Regions from separate parts of the Rattus norvegicus genome. Here region 1 is linked to region 2. Evidence: chromatin contacts called from public Hi-C data. All regions are on one chromosome and are shown on one strand. The core of a region is the stretch at or near the end of the contact, and the rest is flanking DNA. Distances in the headings are between cores, read along the strand shown. Region 1 has its middle 91 kb from the start of Cibar2. Region 2 holds the start of Cibar2 (CBY1 interacting BAR domain containing 2).

Evidence for each region. A called contact is a pair of places that touch in the nucleus more often than the background predicts.
Region 1: a contact with region 2 is called in a Hi-C map of kidney, with 5 times the contacts expected there. The contact joins the enhancer-like site here to the promoter of Cibar2 in region 2. A contact is called at or near these places in 9 of 12 Hi-C or Micro-C datasets (the A7r5 cell line, Schwann cells, frontal cortex and 5 more) and 1 of 1 datasets of contacts at active chromatin or transcription factors (oligodendrocytes).

Annotation. Positions count from the first base shown.
Region 1 is chr19:65,226,517-65,232,340 of GRCr8, reverse strand. It overlaps a transcript of Gse1 not described here. Among named protein-coding and RNA genes, the nearest start is that of Cibar2, 91 kb to the right of the region's middle. Within about 2 kb of position 2,795, at least 39 of the 93 cell types and tissues checked have an H3K27ac peak or open chromatin away from gene starts, as enhancers often do. A contact at or near this core is called in Schwann cells and liver, where this site is marked.
Region 2 is chr19:65,133,632-65,140,276 of GRCr8, reverse strand. It overlaps Cibar2 (CBY1 interacting BAR domain containing 2), which reads left to right and starts at 2,262. Exons shown (of 9, transcript XM_063278678.1): 1 at 2,262-2,424; 2 at 4,707-4,941. The coding sequence starts at 2,405.

The sequences.
Region 1 (5,824 bases), core at 1,546-4,045, 92 kb before region 2:
TCCCTGGGACAGAGGACATTGAAATTAAGTTGACATATGTATGCAAGGACCATCTGACCCCAGAGATACTCAGCAGAGCACAGTAGGAACAGTAACATAATCACCTGGCAGCCAGGTTCCATATTCCAGCCCAGGACACTGCTTAGTCACATGACACCAGCTGTCACCTCCATACAAAGGTGTCAGGGACCCTCCAGAATGGGTGTCATGCCCAGTCTGGCTTGCATTAGAGCCTCAGGCCAACTCTCTCTGAGAGCCAAGCCCTGCGAAACCTGGAACTTTGTTGGTCCCAGTGTGTGAGGCTGAGGCATAGGCGTGGCTGGGGAAGGCTCACATGGAGGCTCCCTAGTTTACACCCAGTTTTAGCTTACACCCCTAGGTCTGCCCAATGTGGCTGGGTTTCTGGCACAGCTGGAGAGCACAGAGAAGACATGATACCCTTCCTCCGGCTGAGAAAGAAAGCACAGGCAAGGCCTGTCACACCAGCGATGTGACAGTTTGAGCAAATCATGGAGGAGACTGTCGGCTGCTGCAGGAACTCCTATAGGAATTCTCTCTCTGCCACGCACCATGGGGCTCCCAGAGTGGGTTCCCAAGAGGCAGTGCGCCTCCTCCACATATAGCCACCGAAGGCTTCGAGAAGCCGGCTGCAGGAGTGCAGAAACAGTTGCATCAGTGAAGTATTTACTACGCCAGCATGAGGACCCAAGTTCAATCTCCAGATCCCAATAAACGGCCAGGCACAGTAGCTTACGCTTGTTCCAGCACTGAGGAGGAAGAAACAAATGGATCCCTGGAGCTTGCGGGCCAGCCTGCCTAGTCTAACCTGTGGGTCCCAGGTCCCAGTGAGACGCTGCCATGTAAACATGGTGGATGGTACCTGAGGGACAAGACCCAAAGATGACCACCTCTGACCTCTATGTTCAAACACACACAACACACTCACACACTTGCTCACACATGCACACTCGCACATGCAATACATTCACATACACATACACAAACATACACTTTCATGCACAGAATCATGTGCACACACACACACACACACACACACACACACACACACACTCTAAACGTCAGCTGTAGTCAGCACCCTTAGTGACACAGAGAGGACACCTATGAGAGGTACTGGCCTGACGATGAGAGGAGGGGAAGGGGCTAGTGGTTACAAGTGGGGCAGATGATGTCAGATGAGAGTCCATGTTTGCCCTGCTGCAGACCCAGCCTGACCCACGCTCGGCTCCCAGGGACAGTAGACTGTTGTCTGATGCCTCCCTGCCCCAGGCAGACCACAACCCTGTGGCTCATCCATAGGACAAAGGGGAATAGGTACAGCTGGGGACAGAATGGGACACAAGGAGCAGGACGGTGGATACCGGCTCTCCTTATTCTGCTACCCGCCTCACAGAGCACGGCCAAGACTGAAACCCCCTCACCCCCAAATGTAGAGACATCAGCTTGTGGAGGGTGGGTGTCTGCTGAACACTACCCTTGGATGCCTGCCTGGGTGGGAGGTGAATGTTCTGGAAGAAAAACAAACAACGGCTGGGGGTGGGAGGAAGCAGGCAGCAGATGCCGGCGGGAGGCCTTGTGAGGGAGGGCACTGCAAACTAGTGTCTCCTGGACCCAGGCCTGGCAAGGAACACTTTGGGACTTGATTGTACCACCTACCCCAGCTTTTTTGCCCAGGTGGACCCACTTCCCTATGGTCCGCCCAGGGTTCCCTATGGTCCGCCCAGGGTAAGAACTCTGGCCTCTAGACTATTTAGCGGATCTATTCATGCCTTTGAGTAGCCAGCAGGAGCTCCTACCCACAAGGAACTTGGGCTGGAGAAGTGGACAGACCACTGACCCCCATTCTCTACTTACTCAATTGTGATGGCTCCCTGGTACCTCAAAAACAACACACCTGGTGTTCTTCCCAACTCCCCTCCTAGGAGACCAACCTCACCCCACCCCCCAGCCTCAGAGGCAGCCCTACAATGAGCAGCGGGCCCCACCAGCTCTTCTATACCCCAATCTGGGAGAGGTCTCCTGCCCTCTCTTCCCAGGGCCCAGTGACTGCTCTTTCAAAAAGTCTCCAGAAAACTAGGGGGGGGGGGGCGCAGATGCACTTCAGGATCCTCAACGAGAGTAGGGGATTCTCAGTACTCGGATCCCAGTACTCGATAGTTAAAGCTACAGGATAGGCGTTCCTTTGGGATCGCAAAGCTGAAAGAGTCTGTCCCTCCGCAGCAACTCTCCTCTTGAACCTTCAAGTATTCAACTGTCCCACCCCCAAAGCCCTGGCTTCCACAAGTGGTTCTGATGACTAAGCGCTATGGGGCTCCCTGACCCAGGTCTAGGCACTCCTGGGATCTTTGAAACACTGTAGCTGTCTTGCCCTTCCTGATTGCCCCAAAGCCCTGTCCTCAAGTGGCTGTGCAGAAGAACCGCGCATGGGTGGATATTCTGGTGACACCGGGTTCTGCTACGGGGTTGGCGGGGATGGGGGTGGGGGAGTCTCGCAGCATCCAGAGAGAGTAGCCCTCTTGCAGGCCCAGCCCCTGACAGGCCCCAAGCCAGGAGGGGCCGGGAGGGGCCGGGAAATCCGGGGGACGCGGCCCGGGCCGGCGCCGGAGGGGGCGCCGGCGGCCCCAGGAGCGGCCCCAGATGCTGCCAGCATTCCTGGAAGGTAGCGCCAGGCCAGCGCCGCCAGATGTGCCTCACAAGCAGCTGCCCCGCGCTAATAAGGTCAGCGCCTGGCTCCAGCAAGCCGCGCACCGGCGGCGCCTCAACGCCTGGCACCGCGCTGGGGAAGGGGCGTGGTCGGGGCGTGGTCTTGGAGAAGGCCAGGAGGCTGCCCACGCCCAGAACCGCACCCCATGGCCTTGGCCTTGGCTGCTGTGGGACCACGCCCCTTCTCTTTCAAGACCACGCCCTTCGCACTCAGGAGGGCGGGGTGGGCCGATGAAGACTTTTATTGGATGTTTCCTGGCCTGGGGAGGTGGGGGTGTCACTGTTCTTGCAGCAGAGCCAGCTGCTAACAGAGGCCCCACCCTTTCCTTGCACACCCCCTTCCAGAGGTGTATGGTCACCTCTTGCGGACCTGGGGTGCATGAGGCCAGCTGGGTCCATGTCCGAGGTCTGTCTAGGTCCCCACAAGGCCCAAGGGCAACCCCCTACCTCCCCTAGATAAAGGCTGCAGCCGCCTTTGTTTCTCTGGTGTAACTGAGCCAGATGCCTCTAATCCCCCAGCTGGGCCAGATTTGCAGTGGCTCTGGGGCCTCCCTGGTCCTGACGCCAGGCTCCAGGCCTCCGAGGCAGCTGCGAAGGGGTGGGGGTGGGGGGTGGGACTGGCATCTTCAACCTCTCCCATCTCCTCTCAGGGTCAAGGGCAAGCGGAACCATCCGTTTAAGGATGCTTCATTCCTGGTCCCGCCCCAGGATTCTGTTAAGAGGAACATTCTGGATGCAACGCTGGGCACAGCTGTGCCTCAGTTCCCCAGGTCGCACCACACGGTTGTACTCACTTTCCTGTCCTTCACTTACAAGCTACAGAACAGTCACAGTTGACCGTACAGATCTCCCCATCTTTAAACCGCTCACTCACTTCCCAAGAAGCCGAGAGCCCCACCCCCACCCCAGGCTGGTGGTGCATGGGCAGGGGAGGGGCTCGGAGAGGTCCCTACACTAGTAAGAAGGGATCACTCCAAGAGACCAGAGAGGTCTGGCGACTTGCCTAAGGCCACAAAGCAAACAAGAACAGGGGGAAAGGACACCTGAGGGGCATACCCAGGAGAGAGGGTGAGCATCCTCCTCAGCACAAGGGATTCTTGCAAGTGTGGCTGGAAGCCACTACCATCAGGACCCCTCCGCCAAGGTGAAATGAGAACGTTCTGACCCTGATCTGACCACTACTCTATCAGTTCAGGGGTGAAAGGACCTGGATGCAGCATTTATCAGTCTCTAGGACGGGGCTGACTATGGACCATTTGTTTGGGAGGTCACCTTCTATGGCACACCTGAGGTCCCAGCCATGCGTGGCGTGGAGGGGAGGGGAGGAGGAGCCTGAAGTGTCCCGGGTCTCCCCAGCCCTTCGCCTGGCCTCCTCTGCCAAGAGCCAGGCAGACGCCAAGTACAGAACCTGCCAGGAGTGTCTGAGGCAGGTGGGCCTCCTTCCAAGGGCATTCATCATCCCAAGTCCCTGTCAGTCTGTCTGTTCCCACCACTTCTATCCCAGACCACAAGAGCCATAGCCACTACTGCACGGGCACCGCACACATGCACCCCACACACAGACACACACCCCTAAAAACCACACACCCTCACATGCATACACCCCCACAATCACACCCCCCCAGACACACACACCGCTAACAACCACACACTCCCACATGCATATACCCCTACAACCACCCCACACACACATTCACACCCCCCACAACATCCCAGAGGCACATGCACCCCTACAAGCACACTTCCCATACAAACACACCCCCTACAAATCCCCACAGGCACCCTCTACAACCACACTCCCATATGCACACACATCCCTACAACCATACCACACACACACACACCTCACATGGAGATACTCCCTACTCACACAGGCATACACCCCCACAAATGAACTAATATACACCCATGCAGAAGCATGGATAGATGTAACCCCCACAAGCATGGATATACACCCCAACACAGGCACAACCTTCTGTATACATGCACACCCCACTCACCCATGACCCCCTACACAAGTACACCACCACTAGGCAGGAATCCATGCCTCCTCACAGAAGCCCACCCCCATACTTAGGTATATATATGCACTGCTAGGCTCACAGACTTGCCATGTGCGCACACACACACACACACACACACACACACAGTACCTCGCAGCACACACGGGAGCTACCCTTTTTTGAGAGGAGAGAAACATACCTAGTTGTCCGACCATTCACAGCACCTTTCACCTGAGGTATGCTTGGTAGAGGGTCACCATCTCTTGATGTGCCCGTAAGTGTGTCAGCACTGGACCTGCCCAGTCCCCAGTCTCTGAGGGAAGCCTCTGGCTGATGGGTGAAGAGATTCAGTAAAAATGGGAGACTAATGAATAATGGTCCACAGGTGTGGCAGGCACCTTGCCCTGATCCTGCAGTCTAGGCCCACAAGAGACCCCTGACACCAGACACCAGACCACGAGAGACAAAAGGTCACATCCCTGAGCCTACCTGCCACATTCTCACCCAGGCCACACGGGTAGAAGCTCAGATGTACCTGCCCTGTGGATCCTCTCGCATTCAACCACTTGACTCTGAGGGCATGCTGAACTATTGGCTCGTCACTCATTCATTCATTCCCCCCTCATTCATTCACTCACTCACCCACTCAAAAGAATAACAACACAGCCCAGACCTTGAAGGGGAGCTGTGTGGGGGATGGGGCCTTCTGCAGCTGGTGCCACCCATAGAAAGTGATCTGCCCAAAGACTAGAGCTAGCCATCCAACAGTGGACCTCCTACAGTGGCCTTTGCAAGGTCAGGGGCCATCCTGTGAGTGGCCCTCACTCACCAGAGCCTCAGAAGGAGAATGCCAACAGGTGGGCAATGGCTCTCTCCAGCCCTGGAGCCATGTTGCAGAAGAGCAGCCCACAGGACAAGGCCCAAGGAGCATCTGTCGGCTATGGAGTCCCCCTCCATCAGAGGGTACCAGTCTTCCTGACTGGTCTGTGTTTCTGTGCTCCACATGGTTGACTGAGAGTCCAGGACACTGGTGGCAAAGACAGAACTACTGGCCACGGAAGACTTCTTTGGTGTTCTTCAGGGCTTAGAAGCAGCTCCCA
Region 2 (6,645 bases), core at 1,013-3,512:
TGGCTGTGAACATGGCTACTGCCAGACGGTAGGGCTCCTTTCTTGGGGGGGGGGGGAGTGACCAGGATGTGTGTCCTTGCCCTCCTGAGGTACAAGCTGGGCCTCAAGCCGTGTGTACCTGACACACATGGCTGAGCAAGAAGTTCATCTGTAGTGGGAGGGGAGATAGAGAGGCAGAGGGATAGATAGAGAGGCAGAGACAGACACAGAGAGAAACAGAGAGAGACAGACAGACAAACAAGGAGACACAGGGAGAGACAGAGACAGACTGCAGAGAACCAGACAAGGACGGAGAACATGCGCCCTCCAGTGGCCACCAAGGACTATGCAGGTTGGCGATTGGAGAGCCAACCTCCCGCTCTCTCCCCTGCCTCCCCAACACTCCAGGGCCACCAGATGTCTTAGTTCCGTACAGCCCAAGACAGTTTTCCTTTTTTCAAAATTCATAAGGTTTTCAGGGATTTCAAGAGAGCCAATGATGAGACCTCACTCACACACTCTGTTCTCCACACCGATGCCATAAATGTGTCTCCAGTCTCCTGTTCCCCTCTGCAGTCCCTCCACCCTCAGCAGGACCCGAGTGTGGTCTCTGTCGCCCTCTGGTGGTCAAATGCAATATTACAGGGCAGATGGGGAGGACACTGATTTACTGGAGGAGCTGGGGTTGGGAGAAAACCGATTCCTTAGGACAGAGAAGACCCCAGACTGACATAGGGATGTACTAGTCCACTGACTATCACAGGCAGGATTCAGTCACTTCTGAGTTCCAGGATCTGGCCATATTCTTGGGGGACTGACACCCTTCAGACAGAAAAGCCACAGTCTGTCACAGGAGGTGGATACGTCCTCTGTGGATTGAACAGTAGCCTCAGGATGAGCTTCATCTCCCATGCCAGAGTGACTCATCTGCTCAATTTGCAGAGACCCCGTTTCTAGTAAGGCCATGTTCTGAGGCCTAGAGTGGACATATACTTTGGGGAGATACTTTTCAACTCAGCAAGTACCTCAGAAGTGAGGGATTGTGGGCCAAGAGACATAGAGCAAACCACTTGACATCATACAGAGAGAAAAACCACAGGACTGGCACAGCTCCTGTGGGAGTTAAGGGCCGAGGCTGCCCCCAAACAGAGGGCGCAGTACTGTAAAAAACACACAGCGATTTTCTGGTTGTCTGGTGAAATCTGTCCCCGTCCCCCAAAAGGGGAGCATAACATAGGTGCCGCGGAGACCCAGCACTCAGTCCTGTGTGCTCTGAGGGCTCGCGGTACAGGGGGAGCGGGCTCCCAGCGCCCAGCCCACCTACGTCTTCATCCCCGCAGCAGGGGCACCAGCTCCTATTAGGCAGTTGTCTAGATCAATCTAGAAAGATCAGCGCTCTGCTTCAGGCCACACAGCAGAGCTGAGGCGTGGGATTTGAATCTGGTGCGTGGGATTTGAATCTGGAGCAGCTGACCTTAACGTCTCTGCCTTACTAAGTGTTTACAACAAACCCCAGCATGACGGAGCAGGGATGTACACACACACACAAAAAAAACAAACAAACAAACAAACAAACAAACAAAAAAAAACGATCCTGTGTGACTGTGACTCAACATCCTGCCCTGGGTTCTCTGCCTCCACCACCAGGCCTGGGTACGGCTCTGCTTTGTACCTAAAGTGAAATGGGAGGCTGTGGCCCGCAGACCTCTCACCGTGAGTAAAATACAGCCGGGTCAGTGGGGTTTTTAGTGCTCTAACGCTGGGGTCACCTTCCCCAACTCTAACAATGGGAGTCGCATACTCAGGGAGGCCCAGGACTGCCCGATCCACTAAGCACTACCCTGAGCTGATGCTTGCTTGCCCCTTACTCCTTAGGTTCACATCCTCCGCTTCCCTTCGCCCTCTCCTTTACCTTCTACTCCTCAGCCCCTCGGTGACACTGGCCCCTAGGCCCTGCCCACCTGGCCTTCTACCCGGGGTGGGGGGTGGGGGGTGGGGGAGTGGGGGGAGGGACTCGCCTACACAGCGGGGCCCAGGGTGAAGTTCCAGGCTAGCAGCCTTCAGGGATCTCCCTGTCCCCTTCTGGTGGACACAAGCACTTTAAACCCCAAGAACACCATATTCAAAGGCCTGTGGAGGCTCTGTGTCCTGCTTCCAATTCATTTCAGAGAGCTGTTAAGCCCCAAGGCAAGGCTGGCCCTCCTCACCCCGCTGGGGAGGCCCTGGTTGCCCAGCAACCATCTGGGCTCCTCCCAGGGCTTGCCTGGGGATGGCCCGTTGCCTGGCAACCAGGCAGCAGAGTCCCTTGAGTCTAGCCAGACCACACAGCTGGGCCCGGTACTAGCTTGCTTTTCTCTGACTAGGGGACCCCTTGGGGCCCTGTCCTTATTCCCCAAGATCCAGGCAGCAGGTGCCACTGTCCACAATGAACGTCGTCCTCTCCAGGTGAGCAGCCCGCGCTGCTGGGAGGGGTATGCAAGTGGGATTCTCACGTTCGGCCACGTCGGGGAGGAGGGCAGGTGAGCTCCCTGCCACCCCTTCTCCAAATGGAGGGAGGGTTTGCAACATAGAGGTTACCGAAATCCAATCTGTCTGCCTCACCTTCGCTCCCTGAAGACTAGGTGTAGCCACTCGCCGGTCTGTTCCCTGCTTTCACGTGCCTCCTGGAAACTCCTTCAAACCCTCAGGCCCCAGACCTTGCCACTGCTGTGCTCTGCCTAATGGCCCCAGACTTACTGTCACCTGCCCGTCCTGACTGACTTTGAGTCTCCCTGTGACTCAGACTTCGGGTGCCCTGGATGCACCCGGAGTGTTCCTTAAAAGCTGGCTTTCAGCTAACCCCATGGAGCCTGATTCGCAGAGCCTGAGACCTGAAGGTTTGTGTATGCGTGACACTGTCCTGGGGTCTGGCCTGCTGTGTGCCCTTGGGTAGGATGCTTTGCCTCTCTGGGCTTTTTTTTAATTGACTTAAAAATGTCGACAGCAACCTCTTCTAGGCAAGTGCGAGCAGAGCGTTTGCAAACTATAAAGTTGACGCTCCGTCTGGGTCTGCTGCGGGGCACCACTAGAGGGCACACGAGTGGCCTGAGTTCTACAGAGGGAGGGCTTCAAGGGATGGGAACAACTTGGGGCTGAGGGGAGGGGACCATGGCAGGAGGCCTAAGGAGGCAGACAGCCTCCTGTACTCTTTTGAAGACTGAACACACAGGTTGTCACTGAACGCTGGCTGTGGGCAGGTTGAGGGTTGGAAAGGCGGCATGAGCCCTGGAGGTGTGTCAGTGTCAGAGAGGGCAAGAGTGTGGAGTGCAGTGGTCGGTGGTCTGCAAGGTGCTCTGCGGAGAAGCCCAGGTCGGGTGGGAAGGAGGAGAGAGCAATCACAGGAGATAGAGGGCCCAGATACCCTGCAGGGAGCTTGGCTGGGTCTTACAGCACCAAATAGCACCCAGTGGGAGCCTTCTCAGGTGTACACAGCAACACCTCCCAATTGGAGCATCCCTGGTACCAAATAGACTGCAAGACAAAAGATACTGGGAAGGGGAGAATGTTCGGAAAAAGTCCTCTTAAAAATTAAGTATAAATTTAATTACAAGTCTCAATTAATTATGTATTTGTGTGTCTATAACCCGCTGTGCCCACTGTGCGGAGGACAGAGGAGGATACTGGGTGTCCCTTCTTGTTCTTTGCTTTATTTATTGAGACAGGATCTCTCACTGAATCAGGAGCTGGGCTGGCAGAGAGCAAGTTAGGCATCCTCCTGTCTCCATGCCCCACAATGCATGTTACATACAGGTGCATGTGGGGGCCACTCCTGATCTTTTTTTTTTTTAAGAGAGAGAGAGAGAGAGAGAGAGAGAGAGAGAGAGAGAGAGAGAGAGTGTTGCCTTGTTTTGTTTTTTGGGGCAGAGTTTCTCTATGTAGTCCTGGCTGTCCTGGAAGTCTGTGTAGACCTGGCTGGCCTCAAATTCACAGAGGTCTGCCTGTCTCTGTCTCACCAGTGCTGGAATTAAAGGCGTGCCTGACCACACCCAGTTCATATCTTTAAATTTTCAGTGATGTATATACGTATATGCAGGGTAGGTTTGTGCACAGGAGTACAGGTGTCCTCAGAGGTCTGCGGAAGGCATCAGATTCCTCGGAGCTGCGGTTACAGGTGGTTGCGAGCCTGAAAACTGAATTTGGGCATTTCTACAAAAACAATAGATGTGCTTAACCACCGAGCCATCTCTTTAGCTCCTCCCCCTCTATTTAACACAGGTGCTAGGGATCTGAACTCAGGTCCCCTCATGGCCCCCCACACCGAGCCATTTCTCTGGACCCTTTAATCATCTGTCAGCCTCAAATAGATTCCTAAAGGGTCATTTATTTAACCTAAAAGCTTCTGAGAAGGGAGAAAGAGGAGAAGCCTGGGAAGGACCCATGGGCGTGGAGGGGGCTGGAGGAGAAGCCTCTGCAGCTGGTACAGAGGTGTGCAGGAGAGCATGGGGTGCTACAACCTTCACAAGCCCCAGGGGCAGAGGCCAGGTTTGAACGAAGGCCCCACCTGATCCATCTACTCTTGCTCAGTCATGGGGCACAGGCAGGTCTTGTCTCCTCACTGGGCTCAAGATATCACTGAGAACTTCCCAGGGACCAGGCACTGGAAATGGTGCTTGCACACTGGAGAGGTGGCTATGGCGGTTCCAGTGACCATGGCCTTTCTGCACTTAAGTGCTCTCACTCCCACCCAGGGACAGCCAAGTGAGGGCCATGGAGAACACAGTGACAAACACTGAGAGGTATTTCGGTCAGTTCTGCTCACTGCTGGCCTCCTACACCCGCAAGACGGCGCGGCTGCGTGACAAGGCTGACCAGCTGGTGAAACAGCTGATAGACTTCGCCAACACGGAGACCCCTGAGCTGCGGGCCACCATTCGAGACTTCGCCGAGGACCTGGCCAAGGTGCAGGATTATCGGCAGGCGGAGGTGAGCCATGGCAGCCCTGGGCAGGAGTGAGAGCTGGAACTCTCCATTCCCTCGTGGTCATGCTGGTGACAGGGCAGAGAGCTAGAAGGCTTCATGGTGTTGGGTGAGGGCCACTTGAGTCAAGGGGACCTGGAAGCCTTTTGGGAGGTCCATGAGGGCCATAGATTCCTGGGCGCAGTCTAGAGGATAAAGGAGATGTTGTTGGAGCGACCGATGTCTTTTCAGAAACACCCTGGATGACTGACAGAGGTGAATGCTCAGGGTGGGGTGCACACGGCACAGGTTGTGTGACGGACAGCTCCTGCTACACCCACACATAGCCAGGCAGGTGCTGGCTCTTGGGACAGAGGGCGACTGTCCCTGAAAGAGGCTGTTGTGCCTGGAGATGTCACATGATCACCTGGGTGGCCGCCTATGCCCACTGTCTTTTCAGTGGGGACAAGATTAGTCTGTAGCACAGTCTGGCTTGGATCTCAAGGTCAGCCTCCTGCTTCAGCCTCCTAGGTACCAGGAATTTAGGTATGAGGCACCCTTCCTTGGTCTAACCAGTGGAGAAATTAAAGCTTCTAGCTCCATGCCGGGCAGTTGAGTACCACCAAGTTTCCCAACCTCAGCATCCCCACCCAGCATCCCTACCCAGCATCCCCACCCCAGCATCCTTACCCAGCATCCCCACCCAACATCCCTACCCAGCATCCCCACCCAGCACCCCACCCCAGCATCCTCACCCAGCATCCCCACCCCAGCATCCTCACCCAGCATCCCCACCTCAGTATCCCCACCCAGCATCCCTACCCAGCACCCCCCACCCAGCATCCCTACCCAGCATCTCTACCCAGCATCCTCACCCAGCACCCCCCACCCAGCATCCCTACCCAGCATCTCTACCCAGCATCCCTACCCAGCACCCCCCACCCAGTACCCCCCACCCAGCATCTCTACCCAGCACCCCCAACCCAGCATTCCTACCCAGCATCCCCACCCAGCATCCCCATCCAACATCCCCTCCCAGCTTCAGGGCCTGGCTTCTGTCCCACCTTCCATGCCGAGAGCTGGCCTTGAGCCTGAGAAAGAGCTCATGCAGTCACCAAAAAGGACATTCTGTTCTTAAATCTTTAGGACATCAAAGGGCAGAGAAAGGAATTGCAAGTGAGTTTACTGAATGTGAGGAAAGGGTGGGCTGTCCCTCCCACGATCCTGTAGCATGACATCATCCCTTTCAAGGGTCAGGGGGCTGGAAAGGAGTGGCCTAGTGGGGGCTCTGGCCACTCCTGCTCCTTTGGCAAGCCCAACCCCCAAGATGCCCAGAGCCATGACAGGAGGACAGAGCTCTCTAGCTGTCTTGCCCAGACAGTGGCACCCAGGCCTTCTCTATTAAACTCAGAATTCCTTCGCCGCTGGCGCAACCCCAAGATCCAGAACATCTCCTTATGACCCTATAGGGTACTGCGGGTGTGTTAGCTCTCGACTGCTGAGATCAGGCACCTCACCCCTGAGGAAGGAGGATTGTCCGGGCTCACATGGTGGGAAAGTCAAGTCGTAGTGGCTAAGGTGAGGCAGCTGGTCACATGGCCTCTGCAGTCAGGAAGCAGAGTGGCGAGGCTGTTTCTCACCTTACCTTCTCTTCCTTCAGTGCCAGACTCCAGCCTGGGAAATGGGGCCTCCCACCGTTAGGGTGGGTCTTCCTATCTCAATTTAATCCAG